3 separate regions of the Sus scrofa genome follow, and regions 2 and 3 are each linked to region 1. A link is a contact called in public Hi-C data. All regions are on one chromosome and are shown on one strand. The core of a region is the stretch at or near the end of the contact, and the rest is flanking DNA. Distances in the headings are between cores, read along the strand shown.

Evidence for each region. Hi-C and Micro-C count contacts between places; a contact is called where the count stands out from the background.
Region 2: a Hi-C map of heart right ventricle shows a contact between it and region 1, with 3 times the contacts expected there. The contact joins the promoter of MFAP3L here to the promoter of LOC100158040 in region 1. A contact is called at or near these places in 1 of 5 promoter capture datasets (liver) and 2 of 47 Hi-C or Micro-C datasets (embryonic fibroblasts and heart right ventricle).
Region 3: a Hi-C map of embryonic fibroblasts shows a contact between it and region 1, with 4 times the contacts expected there. The contact joins the promoter of NEK1 here to the promoter of LOC100158040 in region 1. A contact is called at or near these places in 2 of 5 promoter capture datasets (fetal liver and liver), 8 of 47 Hi-C or Micro-C datasets (alveolar macrophages, blood, embryonic fibroblasts and 4 more) and 1 of 2 datasets of contacts at active chromatin or transcription factors (alveolar macrophages).

Annotation. Positions count from the first base shown.
Region 1 is chr14:20,012,540-20,016,257 of Sscrofa11.1, forward strand. It overlaps LOC100158040 (histone PARylation factor 1), which reads left to right and starts at 1,715. Exons shown (of 8, transcript XM_021073226.1): 1 at 1,715-1,862. The coding sequence starts at 1,815.
Region 2 is chr14:19,823,125-19,826,842 of Sscrofa11.1, forward strand. MFAP3L (microfibrillar-associated protein 3-like) reads left to right here and starts at 2,012. Exons shown (of 4, transcript XR_002338663.1): 1 at 2,012-2,234.
Region 3 is chr14:20,142,480-20,146,197 of Sscrofa11.1, forward strand. NEK1 (serine/threonine-protein kinase Nek1) reads left to right here and starts at 2,152. Exons shown (of 33, transcript XM_021072853.1): 1 at 2,152-2,244; 2 at 2,595-2,712.

The DNA of each region.
Region 1 (3,718 bases), core at 465-2,964:
GTTTCACTTATAGGTCTATCCCTAAATAGTAAACCCAGTGATTTTAGGTCTAAAAGTGATATCTGTTTCGTAACTACTAATGTTGCAGTGTTTGTTTCCCAATCTCTATTGTCTTTAGGATCTTTTCTATCTGAGCATTTCATTGGGTCTGAGAACCCTCAACTATACAACGATAATATTTGACTGATTTTACTTGTCACTATATAGGCCTGGTAGTCCATGTGCGAATCCTCTCTCTTTAGAATACTACAGAATCAGGTCTCTATTTTCTTTTACATATACTTCTAACGAAACATATATTTTAAAATATAATAACTAGGAGTTCCCGTCGTGGCTCAGTGGTTAACGAATATGACTAGGCACCATGAGGTTGCAGGTTCGATCCCTGGCCTCGCTCAGTGGGTTAAGGATCTGGCGTTGCCGTGAGCTGTGGTGTAGGTCACAGATGTGGCTCGGATCCCCCGTTGCTGTGGCTCTGGTGTAGGCCGGCAGCTACAGCTTGGATTTGACCCCTAGCCCGGGAACCTCCATATGCCAAAGGTTAGGCCCTAGAAAAGACCAAAATTAAAATAAAATATAATATAATAACTATTTCAGGGGAAATCAGAGGTCCTGTCAATCACCAATTTTTTTTTTTTTGGTTTATTTGTTTTCTTTCTTTTTAGGGCTGCACTCACAGCATCTGGAAGTTCCCGGGCTAGGGGCCGAATCAGAGCTGCAGCTGCCGACCTATACAACACCAGATCTTTAACTCACTGAGTAAGTCCAGGGATTGAACCCATGTCCTCATGATACTAGTCGGGTTTGTTACCACTATGCCACAAAGGGAACTCCTTCGCTTGTTTGTTTTTTTTTTTGTTGTTGTTGTTTGTTCAGTTTGTTGGTTTTGGCTATACCTGCTGCACCACAAGATAACTCCTCACTTCTTTTCATACAGAACATTTTCCTATAGAAGTCCACCAGCATCATCACAAACAAAAACGTCTTTTTTTTTTTTTGTCTTTTCAGGGCTGCACCCGGGGCATATAGAGGGTCCCATGCTCGGGATCTAATTGGAGCTGTAGACGCTGGCCCACACCACAACTATAGCAAAGCAGGATCTGAGCCACATCTGTGACCTACACCACAGCTCACAGCAACGCCAATCCTTAACCCACTGAGCCAGGCCAGGGAGCAAACCCGTATCCTCCTGGTTCCTAGTCAGATTCGTTTCCGCTGTGCCACAATGGAAACGCCTTTTTTTTTTTTTGGCCACACCTGTGGCATGGGAAAATTCCCAGGCCAGAGACTGAACCGACGCCACAGCTGTAACCAGAGTCAACAGAAGTGACAAAGCCAGACCCTTAACCCACCAGCCCTAATAAGAAAAGAGGGAAAAAAAAGAGATTTTGTAATTTTCAACACAATGAAGAAGAATCAGTGCTGGAAAAGAAAAACATGGTAGGGAAGAGGTTGAAAGATGAATTTTTTAAACGATACAAACAATACGGCCCCGCCCAAGTGAGGCTTCGGGAGGAAGGCGACCGCCTCAGGGTCCAGGTCCTGGGCCACCGCGCCGGCAGAGATGCTCTGACAGGTGCTCTGACAGGTCAGCCCCGCGGGATGCGCACGCGCAGACGGAGAGCGCAGCTGCTGGGCAAGAGGGGTGGGCGGAGCCTCGGATGCCGCTCGGGCACGGGGGCGGGGCGGGGGCGGGGCCTTCCTTATATTAGCGCGCACTGCCGCGCCCGGAGGCGGTGGGTGGCCCTTGAACCGGAAGTAGTGGGTGGTGCGCGGGCTCTGAACGGAAGGCTTCCGCCAGCCCGGCGGACAGAATGGTGGGCAGCGGCAGGAAGCGAAGGCCTGGCGGGGAGGGCTCGCAGGTACGGCGCGGAGGCTGGGCGGCCTCGGTCCAAGGGTGGTGCGTTTATCCCCGGCCTGGAGGGTCACCAGGCGCCGAGGTCGGAGCAGAGAGCGGCGTCTTGCCTCTCTGCGTCCTCCGGGGGCGGGTTCACACATCTCGGGGGCCGAGTTGACAAGGCCCTGAACCTTCCTCTTTAGGCGGGTTACCGCCCGAGGGCCTCCCTGGGGGTTGGGTTGGCATTGTCAGGGTCCCCAGGGCAGATTGACTCAGCCCCCTGCCCTTGAGCCCTGCAGTCCGGCCGCCTCGCCGCGTGTAGAAGGAGCCGAGGTCGCCCGGGAGTAAGGAGCCGATCTCGAAGGCAGGGATGCGGCGCCAGCTCGGCCTGGAGGGAGTGGGTTGGGGACGGGGAGACTCTGACGATGTTGGGGCGTCCGCTCAGGTTTCCCCGCACCCACACCCCTTCTGTCACCCCTGCAAGTGCAGGGAGGACAGGCGGGCGGAGAAGAAGTAAAAGTTTGCAAAACATCTTCTGGCCACTTTGTCAGCTGGACGGGATGAGCAGGTGCGGGAGTGCTGTCCACCAGCCGTTTGGTGGATTCTCTTCTGGCTTCTCTTCCCTGGCCCCGCTTTTTAGGAACCCAGGGTAAAGGATAGGGGACAGCCGTCCTGAACTGTAGTTATTGGGGATTTGGAGATGCTGAACTAGTGTGTGAGGTAAGGCAGAGCTGAAATATACTTAGCTCCGTTTAAGAGGTGGTGAACTGCTTTGACAGAGTGTTAGTGTTAGAAATAAAGCATCAGAAATAAAGATAAGTCTATAAGATACTGTAGCTAACAGTAATAGCCAGCATTTAGATATGTATTACGTGCTAGGACTGTTCTGTGTATTTTTGCAAATGATTTATGCCTGTAACAACCCTGTGATATAGGTACTACATATTCCTTTTCTTTCTAGATTAGAAAAGGCACAGAGAAGTTCAGTAACTTGCCCAAGGTGACAGAGGTGGAAATGGGAAGAGTCAGGAATCAACCCTAGCAGCCTAACCATCAAGCAAAACTGTCTTTCAGCAAAGTAGATTAAGGCTTTTCTTTTCAACATCTTAAGTTTGAGCCAGTCTTTGAAAGTCTAACCAAAGACAATTAGAAAAACGGAAGGGAGGATGGATCAGGACTTGATAAGTTCCTCCTGTTCTGTGTTTGGAACTGGAGAGGTAGCATGAAGTGGCTGAATCTGCTGGGGAGCCAACCCACCTGGGCTTAACTCTCTATTCTTCCACTTTCTAGTTACGGACCTAGGGGAAGTTAACCTCAGTTTTTGCTTCTGTAGATTGTGGGTAACAGTATCAAGCTCATGAGGTAGTTCTGAGGATTAAATGAGTTAAGCCATAGAAAGAGTTTAGAACAGTGGCCTGGCACCATAATAAGTGCGTAACAAGTAATTATTATTGTTAGTCATTGTTTTTACTATTATGTATCCCCATCACTTTTTGGATCCATATTCCAATGGCGTTTTTGTTCAATTTCTTTTCTTTCTTTCTTTTTTTTTTTTTTTAAGTCTTTTGTCTTTTCAGCGCTGCACCCACAGCATATAGAGGTTCCCAGGCTAGGGGTCTGATTGGAGCTACAGCTGCCAGCCTATGCCAGAGCCACAGCAATGCCAGATCTGAGCCGTGTCTGCAATCTACACCACAGCTCACGGCAATGCTGGATCCTTAAGCCACTGAGCGAGGCCAGGGATTGAACCCACAACCTCATGGTTCCTAGTTGGATTCGTTTCCGCCGCGCCCTGATGGGAACTCCTCAATTTCATTTTTTTTATGACCTCAGACAGATGCATTATAGTCTTTGGCTTAATAAATATATTGGTGGTCATGG
Region 2 (3,718 bases), core at 762-3,261, 190 kb before region 1:
ATAGAGGATGGGTTGGAGGGAAGGATCCTTCTGGATGGTCCCTGCTCCCTGGTTGAGGGGGAAGATGAGGCCTGAAGAGGGCAGTGTAGGTGGAGGGTCCCATATGCAGAGATGTATAAGGACAGGTGGACAGGCGGTGACTAGATGGATGGCAGGGGAAGCAGGTGAATGAACCTGGGATAACGTCCATATGTGTGCTGTGCCAAACTGAGGAGGCGGGATGCCGGGCTTCCGGTGTGGACCTCCAAGAGGCCTAAGCAAGTTCAAGAACAGGGCTCTCACAGAACCGAAATAATGGGGCCTCACACCTCAGGAGGAGGATGCAGGTGCCTCCAGCATAAGACAGGGTTCTGCGGAAGCTACTAAAGTAGCTTCGCAGCAAACTCTGCCCAGGAGTGACCTTCCTCCACAGGTGGTGTCCCCACGCACGCTGGCACCCAGCCGGGGCTGGACAAGCAGAGGGATGGAAGTGAAGCCACCCTGGCGGTAGAAAGGGGATGGGGCGGAGGGGGAAACAATCGCACCAAGCCTTGCAGGGCAGCGCCCCCTCCCCCCGCCAGGAAACAGACAACACCCCACTCACCTGAAAGCATCTGTCTGGGTTGAGTTTATTCATCTAGAACCTGTGAAATCTCTTCCCTGTAAGCCCTCCATTCCCGTCTTCTTTTCCGTTACAGGCTTCGAAGCAAATTCCTATGCCCACCTCAAGCGCATCCGAGGTGGAGCGAGGTTCTGGGGAGAATGCGAAGCGGAGTCTCAGAGACTGAACTGCCTGAGGGAAAAGGAATGCGGCAGTGCAGAAAGACCCTGGAGCGAGGACATAGACCTTAGTCTCTGGCAAGAAAAAAATAAAGTAAAAATTTCGTGTCCTAGTGCAATTGTAAAGACTGCTTGTTAAGTATGAGAAAAGTATGAAGGGTTTAGGTTTCCTGAAAGAGAAACGAGCTGAAAGTTCTACGAGCTAACGTTGAAATAGGATTTCCAGTTCCTATCAGGCTGTGACTCACCTGCAGGCCAGATGCCCCTCCCCCGCCTTCCAGCCAGGTCCCCTGCACCTGCGGCCGGACCACGCACCTGCGCCTCCCCTGCGCGGTCCGACCCCGGGTCCCGGCAGCGTCCACCTGGTCGAGCCACGCTGCGCTGGAGGGCGAGCATGCTCAGTCGGGTCCTGACCCGCTTCTGAGGCAGGGCCGGCGGCTGGGGTCGCGGCGCTGCCCCGCGTGGCTCGCCCAGGACAGAGTGAGAAGAGGGAGCGCGGAGCGGCGTCAGCCGCACCCCGGCACCGCTCCTGCAGGAGCCCACAGCCGGCTCCCGCGGAGCAGAGGGCAATCCGCCACTCCGGATTTTCGCCGCAGCCGGGGGAGGGGCGGGGTCAGGAGTGGAGGGCGGGGCATGGGCGGGGGCGGGGCGGGGCCGGCCGGGGAGCCGAGGGAGGAGGAGCGGGTCCCGGGCCCAGGAACGCGCAGTCCTGCAGTCTGGAAAGGGGCCGCTCACACTGCGGGGCCGGGCCGCTCAACTTCTGCAGGCGCCTTGAAAAAATCGCCGCTCTTAATGAAAAAGCACCACAGTGTTCACTAGAAAAAAACTTACAAACTACAAATAGTCACAATAGGAGAAGCCTAGAATCCCGAGCCCGCCGCTCGCAAACCGCCGGTGGACGTCCTGCTCCTGCGGTTCCGCGCGCGGCGGGGCTCTGAAAGCGGGGGCACCGCGGCCTCACCGGGGCCCTGCTCGGGGTAGGTCCGAGTCGCGGGCCAGGGCCGGGTTCCGAACCCCGCAAGGCGGGATCTCGGGACCCTCTCCCGAAACTCTCGCCCGAGACTGCCGAGGCTCCCGTACTACAGCCCAGGGCAGGCGCCGCTGGGGAGCTGGGCACCGGGTCTGGCCTCCGGGCCGCGCTGACCGAGGGGCCGCCCCCCTCTCCCTGGCCCCTCCCCGGCGGGCCGGTCCACAGCCCCCGGCCTCGCCGCCCGCCCCGCCCCGCCGCGCTGCAGCGAAGACCCGGCGGCGCCGCGCTGCGCGCACTGGGCATGCTCCGCCCGGCTGCTCCTCTGCTCCGGGAGGCTGGGCTCAGCGAGGCTCTGCAGCCCGCAGCCCGCAGCCCGCAGCCCGCACGCCGGCGCGGGGGCAGAGGCGGCCGCTGGAGAGGTTGCCGGGCGTCGGCGCGGCGCGGCTCCCGGTCTGGCCATGGCGAGGAGCACGCGGCGGTCGCCGGGGTGGCGAGGCGACGTCAGGTTAGGCTGGCGGGGCGCGGGCGGGGGCTTGGGCGGCGGGGAGCCCCGCACCGCGTGGTGGCCGAGTCACCGCCAGCGCCGGGGCCGCGCAACTTTGGGGCACTCGGGCTGAAGGAGCCCGCGGCCGGGGCTGCACGCCGGGAGGCGCCCAGGTCCCTGCGGCGGGCTCCTCCTGGGTCGCAAGATGCTTCGGGATCCTTGCAGGAGCATCCGGCAGCGGCGGGTTGGAGACACTGTGTCCCAGGTTGCCGCTATAGCCCTCCTACGACTCGGAGCGTGGTATTCGCCGCACGCTGCCGAGGAGCCTCCCGGTCTCCGGGGAGAGGGAACGCCAAGCCGCGGCGGGGCCTTCGCCGACTATAGGTCACCTGGGTCACCGGCTCTCAGTGTCCCCAGAACAAGGAGGGGGGTGCAGGCCCTGAGTGCGGGTGGCACGTCCTGAGCCAGGCGGGCGCCGCGTCCTAGTGCCGCAGGGGTGCGGGGAACTGTGGGCGCCGGCAGCCGCCGCCTCCGCTGGAGCTCTTGGAGTTTGTCGCATTTGACTCCATAGCAAGTTGACATCGAATTGCTTCCTGGCGTGGAATGGGGAAATATGCTTCATCGGCTTAAAAAACAGAGTAATTGCAGAGCTGATTTATTTTAAGCTCGACCATTAACCAGTCTTCCCCTCCAAAAAACTTGAGCTTGCAAGTTGCAAGATTTATAAAGCAAGCTAGCAAAAAAGAAAAATGTTTGCAGGTCCCTTATCGTCTCACTGTAGAAAATAATGTATTATGGTTGAATTGTCATTGTGTTTAAGTATGCTTGTTACAGAAAAGTTGGATTACTGTAGCCATCTTTTTTTGCATTATTTTGGCTTTATAATAAGATTTGGAAACGTAGTTGCAGAAGCTCAATGTTTTTTGCAAAAGTTTTCTCACTTTTGTTTCTAAATGAAACACTTTTTTTCAGTTGCTACTATACGAACATAGTAAAATTGTCAGGGGGAAATGCAAGATGGAAGAAAATTTATTTTCAGAAGGGAGTAAGAACAGCATAGTTTTACTGGGCATATTATTTTCATAGAGAACGCAGTTTGTAGGTCCACCGCCATTTCTGTTGGTTATTTATAAAACACTTTTTTCCTTCATAAAACATCCTTACCATTACCATGCTTAGGATTACTGATTTTAGGAGGAAGGCAAACAATCCTTATTCTAATAGGAACTAGTTCTACCTCTAACTAAAGCTTTAACTCTCCAGCTGGTTCCCATAACTACCTCTTAGTGGGTTCCATTGTTTTATTTATTAAGCTTATTACAAAATGTCTTGTTTGCGTTCATCGTAGACCTTAGTGGACTTTTGAGGTGATTCTCTTTTCATTGGCTTGTGAGTACCTTTTAATGTTTGTTCTTGCCTGAGATGCTTCAGCCCTCATTCCAGATCCTCCAGATGATTTCCCCACATGGGCTCTGTGCCGAGCCTATACGTGACCGAGATTTCAT
Region 3 (3,718 bases), core at 902-3,401, 130 kb after region 1:
CAGTCAATTTCTTATGGTTAGACACTTAGAGGGTTGTGAATTTTTTTGCTTATAAACACTGATGGTTACCTTGTATATGTATCTCTGCCCACTTGTCTTAGAAGTGAATATGCTGTCAAGGATATGCCTATTGGTAGCATTCCTTCTGCAAAGACAACAGCAGTTTATGTGCTCACCAACAGTTTATGATAGGAGCCTAAAGAAGTATCTGACTAATCATTCTTCATGAAAGCTGCAAAGAGGAATTTACTTAGATTAGCAATGGCAACGTTTTCACATTGCTTTGCTGTACAAAGGAATGTGGGTGGAATTGGAATTACTGTGCATTAAGACAAAATTCCTACTAACTGGGGGTGGGCGGGGACACAGGAGGTTAACCTAGAAGTCAGGAAATGAGGAAAACAGGTCTTTTGCAGGGAGACTAAGGGGGCATACTAAAGCAGACGTCCCCAGATTGCCAGGTTGGATGACTTGCAGTGCCATCTTCTGGCAAAGAGGCAAAAAGAGTTCAATTTCCATGCCAGCAATAAAGCATCTCGTTTAAGCACGACTAAGCCAGACTGGCAGGGGAACCCAGAAAGGTCTCAGTCCTTGGTGTTTTGGTGAGAGAGAAGGAAGCAGATTTCTTGGTAGCAAAGATCTGAATCATTTACACCTGAGGCCTCTGGCAAAACTCCTCCATGCCACATACAACACATACAACCTGGAGGGTAACTAAGGTGGATACACCATCATCCTCCTTCAGCTTCAGGTTTGGATTCTCCAGTATCTTGGGATTACTCTAGGGAAGGCAGTTTAGCCAAAGGGCTACCCAGGGTGACACTGCGCATGATCCGTTATTACAGAAAAGACTGTCTCTATCTTTGAAAGTCTTGCAATGAAGAAAGGTAGTTAGACTACTAAATCTTTCAATACACGGGCAGAACCTATTAGATATGATAGTGTAGAAAATTATATTTATTAGTTTTTTTAAAATTTTTTCTTTTTAAATCACATTGTACTTAATTTTTTTGAGACCTAAAAATAGTTTCTTGCTTCAACCATCCAAGACAGACTAAGAATAGGCTTGCTTTTATTTTATTTTTAATTTCATTTTTTATGGCTGCACCCATGCCATGGGGAAATTCCCTGGTCATGGATCAAACCAGAGTGATAGCAGTGACCCAAGCTGCTGCAGTGACAACACTGGAACATTAACCCACTGAACCACAAGAGAACTGCTACGCTTGCTTTAAAAAACATTCTATTTATTTTTTTCATTGAGGTATAATTGATGTACAATATTATATGTTTCAGATGTACAACATAGTGATTCAAAATTTTTATGTTATACTTCATTTATAGTTATGACAAAATAATAGCTATATTCCTCTGTGCTGTACAATAGTATCTTATTTATTTTATATAGCAATTGTGTCTATACCCATACCTTTCTCATAGCCCTCCCCCTGGTGACCACTAATTTGTTCTCTACATCCATGAGTCTGTTTCCTTTTTGTTGTATTCATTAGTTTGTATTATTTTTTTTCGATTCCACATGGAAGTGATAACATACAGTACTTGTTTCTGACTTATTTCACTTCAGGCTTGCCTTTTTTTTTAAGGGCCACAGGTTCAGCAAACGTAAATTTCCAGGCTAAGGGTTGAACTGGAGCTACAGCTACTGGCCTAAACCACAGCAACCAGATCTGAGCGACTACTACAGCCTACACCACAGCTCTCCACAAAGGATCCTTAACCCACTGGGTGGGGCCAGGGATTGTACCCGCCTCCTTATAGATACTAGCCGGGTTTGTCTCTGCTGAGCCACATGGGAACTCTAAAACTTGCTTTTTAAAGCAAAACTAGTTTTCAAAACGTGGCATCCTAAAAAACATCCAAGTTAAAAAAGTCCCTTTCTCTTTGTAGTACGTGTATGCACGAGTTTATCATATGCTTTACTCCATACCACTTTCTAGCAGGTTCTGGCCCTCCTCTGTGCTGCACTCTCGCGAGGGAGCCAACCGGCTGAACCTCTCCACTCCGCTCCTCAAGCACCTGCAGTGCCCCTCCCCGCCCCGCCCAGGCCCAGTCCTACCCAGACCCCGCCCCGCCCCGCCCCGCCCCGCCCCGCCCCGCCCCACCCACGACTCGCCCATCCTTCCCGGCCACCCCCGCTCCGCGTCGGCTCCCGCGCGCTGACGTCACACGGCCGCGCCGGGGACGCCCCGCCCTCTGCACTGGCTACAGATTTTGGGGCGCCGGGTATGGAGTCCTGAGCTTGAACTGCCCAGCTCTTCTTTGCGTCGCCCGGTGTCCAGCGCCCGCGTGGCGCGGCGCGGGGGAAAAGCCGGCAGATAGCCCCCAAACCCAATGAGTCTGCTTCGTGAGGCCGCCGGCAGCCGCGTCTGAGAAGTTGGGGGGCGGCGCCCGGGGCACTCCCCCCGCCGCCGTTGCCAGGGGCTGGGAAGCCAGTTTGTGCCTCCCGGTGGCGCGGACCGGTGTCCCGGGGCGTTGGCCCGGGCGGCGCGGGCTGCAGTGGGGGACCGGCAGGATCCCACCGCCACTTCCTGACGGGGCCGGGCGCTGCGGTCACGAACTCGGTTCTTTTTCAGGATGTCCTTTTTGGACCGCGGGAGAGTGCTTCTGCCTCGCTGACCCCGCGGGAATACGGCGACACGGTCGGCGCCTATCGACCCTCACGGCCGTTGCTGCCCACGACCTGGGTCCAAGGTGAGTGGCTCTCAGGGAAGCGGCGACGTGCAGAACAGTGCAGTCATTTTGGAAACGGGGAGCCCTTGTCTAGACTTTCTGATGTGGAGGTTGCAGGGATCCTCACCTGAAGTGCACGGGAAATAGTAACCGCATCTCTTCAGTGTTAATTCTCCAGGGAACAGTGTGCGTTACTAAGCAACTCTTTGACATTATTTAAAAACTTGCAGTGATAATGGATTTAAAATAATAGAAGTGTTGTTACCGGTAAGTCATTTATATTTCTTAGAATTTCTTCATGTATAATTTCTACATGCTTAAAATTTCTGTATGTAGAGAATTAAAAGTTCTGTTAGAGTTCATCGTAACTTTTTTTTATACAGGCCTAATTTTTATTTTCTAATATAAGGTCTGTCCCCAAGAAGCGGAAGAGTTTTTATTGCCATGGTAAATTACATCAGAAATAATCATATGAAGGGTTGAAGGTAATATCCAGTATATGCTGGTAATGGCCTTTTCTTATGATGCAGCAGTATTGTAGACACCATGGAGGGATGCCAGATAAGGAGAGAATTAGTTCTTTGTTTCTGCTGTAGATTTGTCTGACATTAGAGGATCCACAGATCTGTTTTAATATTGAAAGGTAAGGAGCCTATTTTGTGGGATAACAGGTTTTTGCACATTGAGTCACCTTTAGGCGTTTACTAAAGGTTACAGAAGTTGGCCACAGGAGTTGTTTTGAGGTCATTTTAATAATAAATTAGCGTTGTATTCAAAGTTAATTTTACTCTGTCTAGTGTCCTACCTCTAACCTAAGTCATGGACATGACACCATTTCATGAATATAAACTTTACATGTTGGTATTTTCCACTAGGAAAGTTGTTAATTGTTATCTGAATTGTCTTAGAGAGAGGAATAGACCTAAAGAGAAGAAAAAACGTATTTTGAAAAAAGTGTAATAGGAATTCCATTTCTGCTTTCTGCTTTTTTGAATTATGAGAAATAAGGCAGGGACTTCCCTCATTG